Linked DNA regions of Salmo salar: region 1 is linked to region 2. Evidence: chromatin contacts called from public Hi-C data. All regions are on one chromosome and are shown on one strand. The core of a region is the stretch at or near the end of the contact, and the rest is flanking DNA. Distances in the headings are between cores, read along the strand shown. Region 1 holds the start of itgb1bp1 (integrin beta 1 binding protein 1). Region 2 holds the start of mboat2a (membrane bound O-acyltransferase domain containing 2a).

Evidence for each region. Hi-C and Micro-C count contacts between places; a contact is called where the count stands out from the background.
Region 1: a contact with region 2 is called in a Hi-C map of gill, with 3 times the contacts expected there. The contact joins the promoter of itgb1bp1 here to the promoter of mboat2a in region 2. A contact is called at or near these places in 2 of 3 Hi-C or Micro-C datasets (gill and muscle).

What each region holds. Positions count from the first base shown.
Region 1 is chrssa09:11,272,451-11,275,150 of Ssal_v3.1, reverse strand. itgb1bp1 (integrin beta 1 binding protein 1) reads left to right here and starts at 1,315. Exons shown (of 7, transcript NM_001141278.2): 1 at 1,315-1,413; 2 at 2,018-2,139. The coding sequence starts at 2,068.
Region 2 is chrssa09:11,125,840-11,128,539 of Ssal_v3.1, reverse strand. It overlaps mboat2a (membrane bound O-acyltransferase domain containing 2a), which reads left to right and starts at 1,343. Exons shown (of 13, transcript XM_045723373.1): 1 at 1,343-1,601. The coding sequence starts at 1,518.

The sequences.
Region 1 (2,700 bases), core at 66-2,565, 150 kb before region 2:
TGTGCGTGCCGTATGTGGACGAGAGAGAGAGAGAGAAATGTTTTAACCCATCTGCCAATGTGTAAAGGACAAAATATCACCGTGCTTACTGACTATTGGTTACATAATATGATGAGGATGTCAGGTTTGACACTGGGGATTTCGGCAGCCATTAAGATGTCTGTCCTCCTGGCGAGAGAATACAGCTAGGGAGAGAGAGAATTGTTGTTGTTGAATAATTCATCCCCAACACAGAGGACTGTCATTGTGATTACCAGAGACAGGCATTAGAATAGAATAACTGTAACACAATAACAATATCACATCATACAGTATATTGTGTACAGTTGTGTACTTCAGAGGAAACCTAAACACAAATTAAGAAGTTCAATCATCACAATACTTCAATCCACTCCCTACCTTATCTCCGGCAATCTCGATCATGGCTGCACTAAGGACGTGCCCGGCGTGGTAGCTGGGCGAACCCCCCCCTTCAGCGCCCGCACCCGGGGCCGCCCAGTGCCGCCCTGGGCGGCTGCCAATGTCGCCCGTACCAACATCCGCTACTGATTTGTATTAGTCTATAAATACATCTCTTTGCCAAAATTCGTCATCTCTCCCATGTCTTATTCGACTACGATTTTTGAAAGTGTAAGGATAATAATTCAGCCATAGTTGTTCGACTCTAGCCACAAAATTAAGGAAATTAGAAGGGGGGGTTCTGTCAGGGGGGTGATTTTCGGCACAGCACTTCTCCGTGGGTTTCCGACATATCTGCTTTACGTTTTACAGCCATGCTGCAGAAGTAACGTATTCCAGTGGTACATTCATAGCAGTAGTACAGTATTTATATATAAAAAAAAAAACATGACCTGGATAATGATGATATTCTCCATTGAGAGTTCCCTTCAGACATATGTTTGTGTGAACTTCCGTCTGGCGCACACATGTCGTCAAAATAAGACCGAAGAACACTCAAGCCATCTTTTTAGTTCCGACATAATGAAATGATTTGCTCATCTTAGAAAACCTTTTCATATTTTGATTGATAGATACTGAATATACATTGGTTTAGAACTTTTAGTTTTTAGCGCTCAATTCAATCACGGTTTTAAAAAGCAACATCACACCGTAGACTCGTGTTTGTGGCAGCTGAAACAAAAGTATCAATTCATGTTCATACTTTGTTACAATATTGCACCTGTGGGTGGAGCGGCCGCGTTATTTGTTACAAAGTAACAAAGTTGACAATATTGATAGAAATATAACTAAGTTGCGTCCCCTTTAATGTGGTGTTGGGTGGAACTGCAGAGGAAGTGAAGTGTCTATGCGAGTCGCGCTCTCGCCTACACAGAAAGAGCCACAGCCCTGCTCCTTTGATGAACAACACCCCAAAACAGCCCCAAACTGGCCTAGAACAAGTTTCAAACTGAGGTATGCCCTGTGTGTTTGTGCGTAGTGCTCCCGTTTGGCATTTTCTGTAAAAATACACGATCATTTCAACCTTTTTTTTGAGCGTGTGCGGATACGTCGATAAGGGTGTGGGTGGGGTAAATTGTTTATCATAGCAACAGGTTTCCGTTACACGGGGCATTCATTGACAAAGTTCGGGACAATGGACTTTCATTGAGTGCCAGCCGACTCCAGACACCATTTGCAGGGACGCGCGTGTGTCAGCCTGTTGATTCTTAATAAGTTGGAGAAAGCTCTTGAGTTGTGACGGTGGGAGTGGTAGTATGCAGGACTTGAATATTATGCATTCACTGTGTGGCAGCAGTTAGTCTCATAATGTCACACAATATTTATGTATGGAATTCCATTTCAAAACGATATTTCAAAATTATAATTTTTTATTTCGGAAGTAAATACTACTATTCTTTGTAATAACTTTGTAATACATGTCTCACCACCACCTTCACAACTGGTGGATGGGTTCATCTCATTCTCTAGTGTCTGTAGACCACAAGCCAATTCACATGGATTGATTGCCCTGTGTAGTGCTGGGACCATCACAACAAAATCTCCTTGTCTTCACCAGACAGTGGTGTCTGCTGGGGGCTGGTGGAGTGTTGGCCGTCATGGTGAAGAATGTTCCGGAAGGTCAAAAAGCGTCACAGCAGCAGCAGCTCCCAAAGCAGTGAGATCAGTACCAAGAGCAAGGTGGGCCATTATACATTACATTACAGACTACACTGTCATGGTCTAAATTCCAAACCCAGAAAATGTGGATCTTCCCTCGTCCCTTGATGCCCTCTAGTTGATCTGAAGTGGATAGATGTAATCAGTATGGTGGAAGCTCCACCTAGTCCTCCAATAGGGAGCTTCCTTTGCGCTTCCCTTGTGTTGCGTTCACCTGTCTACATAGTCTCTGGGGGGGGGCAGACATACAGACAGACAGACGGGTTAGACTGATTATAACCTCATTAGAAGATCCCTCACATCTGACAGTGGCTTTCATTCATGTTAAAAGACAACTCTGTCTGGACAAAGTAACCATGTCTCATACGAGATGGCTTCCCATGTGGTGAATAACAAACAAATGCTAAGATGGTTGAGCCGAAGGGGCGGAATTGATCGGATGGAGAAATGACTCTTTATTACCACCGATTCACTTACTGCACAGCTGTCCTCTCTGATTACATTGCTGATGGGTACATGACTCAGTTTATTAAGGTCTTGCATGCTGTCAAGGACTACTGAATTGACGTCTGCTTGAGTTAT
Region 2 (2,700 bases), core at 94-2,593:
CCTGTTGCTAACTGTCAGTTGGACATGTATCCACTAGTACAGAGGAAAGTGGAGAAATAAATAATTCATAGGTTATACTTAAGGTTGTAATTGCCTTTTTAATATGTAATTTCTAAGTAACCCACATACCTGGTAATTTCTGTATCATAAAACTAAGTGCTACCAGAGAGTCCATTATGGTCATTTCAATCCTGCTTGAACTGGTGAAAAAAAATATAGAAATACCCATATCACCTTGTCAACCCAAAATAATAGTTCAGATTACGTACAATTCATCAGAAACAAATTTGTGATAACCCCGTTGGACGATATTGTTGTTTTCAGTGAGGGTCCAATTATAAACACTTACACAGTTTATGGGGAGAGCATCACTGGGCAGAATGCAATTTAATTATGGTATATAAGGTGAATGTGCCATATGTGATGTGCAATGCAGGCATATTTGTCAGCATTGTTGCAATGTATTGATTTGTTTTTTTTTGTCTAAAAATGGCCACCAGATGGAAATCACACACTGAATCTGTAGTTTACACTCAAATAAAGCAGTAGCAGTTGAAATGTTCAATTTAGCCTGCTTTCACCCTGGAGACAAAACAGATTCCAAATAAGTAAATGAAACCAGTTTTGGCAGGTAATAGTTTCTTATGGTCATCCAAAAATTAAACCAAGCTCAATGGGACAACAACAGAGGGGAAGCAGAAGATACACAGTAAAAACATTTTCCTGATACTGTAAGACATTTTAATAATTTTTGTAAAATTGTTCTGCTGAACGTTCATCCTGAAGGCAGAAAATGGAACGCTGTACTCAAAACAACTCAAGACTCGGAAATGTCACACTTGGAAACTCAGAAAACTGGGCCGCTTTCAAGACAACTGCGGAACTTCCAAGTTGTCTTGAAAGGACCAATGAACTCCGAGTTTCATGTTTGCAAAGTATCGGAGTAAACCTATAAGAAGCTCTATGCAAAAATCGTTCGCACATTTTTACTTGAAGGTTCCGAGTTGTTTTGAAAGCACAATTTCTCTTCTTCTTCGGAGTTTAACGGCGGTTGGTATCCAATATGTGTTGCATTACCGACCCCAACTGGACTATAATATACATCCATTATACTTTTAGAAAGAAAAAGGGAAAAGGATAAAAACGAAAAACATGCATATTCTCTTCTCCAAGTGGAATGCCACATATGTGCATGGGAGGAGTCCACATGAGATATCGGCATCATTTGATTCGTTTGGAAAAATGTACATCATCGTTTCTGCTCCACCCACAAATCTGATTGGTCATTTAAAACCACTTTCCCCACACCATAGGCCCAGAGATGTCATGGGGGGCTGGGAATATATCCCTCCGCCCATACTGTCTTTGTTGTCGTTGGTACTGTGGCTTTTGGTGGTGTTGGAACGCAGAAGACAACCATCAAGCCTGGTACTCCTTCGCAGCAGCAAAAGCACGTTATCAGCGGAGGAGAGTGAATCTGCGACGGTGAAGGGGAGCACGGATTCACGGACTCAATCATGGCTACCGAAACGACATCGTCCTGCACTGGCTCCAATTTACTGCAGCCCATAAGCGAGATAATCAATCTTCCGCTAGACCAGGTAAAAGTCGGGAATTTAAATTGGTTTCTATCTCCTTGGCGTTGACTTGTTACTGTAGGAAGCATGTTTTCTGTAGGAAGTGGTGAGCTTCGCTACGTTGTAGTTAGCCCCTGATCAGAATGCCGCCTAGTTTTCGAGAGCTACATCGTACCGTGCTAGCTGAAATAACCTGATTGAATGCTGTCTTAAAATCAGAACGTCAGAGACTTTTAATTCACTAGAGATCGTTGCATTATTGTAACATTTCTTAGACTTACTAATATTCTTTACATTTATGAAGCGGTTGGAGAATTGGTTAGCTTTACCTCGCGCATTACTGAATGTTTTTGGATTGTCAACCGTATAATAACGTTACATAGGCCTTGCTTATTGAAAGTTAAATTAATTCAACACTATTTCCAGCTTGGCTGCGTCAGTGTTGCGAAACTTGTAGCTTAACCACTCCATTTTTTTTTTCTCAAGCAGACAAAGCTGGTCTACAAATGAAAAATCCTCTCAACCGAGTAGGCCTAATTCGTCATCCCTTTAATCAATTAAATTGATACAGTGTCTCCTGGCTAATCGCTTCACGTTTTAATGCGATTAGACTACCACCATTCGTGTCAGACGGCTGACGTAGCCCACCAATTGTGTAACAAGGTGTGGTCCATTGATAACTATTGCAATATGTGCCTATCAATCAAACAATATAGTGAGTAGTTGTTTTGACGTTGTACTCAAGCACACGCACACACTAACAGCGGGCCTCACTGCTCCTCTGCTGTGTCACTGGTATGTCACAACCATATCAAACTGTATCCTCCAGAGATGCCCTGGAGGTGTGTACAGCAGCATCTAAACTCAGCCCAAAAAATAAACGTCCACTCACTGTCAACTGCGTTTATTTTCAGCAAACTTAACATGTGTAAATATTTGTATGAACATAAGATTAAGCAACTGAGACATATAAACTGAACAAGTTCCACAGACATGTGACTAACAAATGGAATAATGTGTCCCTGAACAAAGGGGGGGTCAAAATCAAAAGTAAGTCAGTATCTGGTGTGGCCACCAGCTGCATTAAGTACTGCAGTGCATCTCCTCCTCGTGGACTGCACCC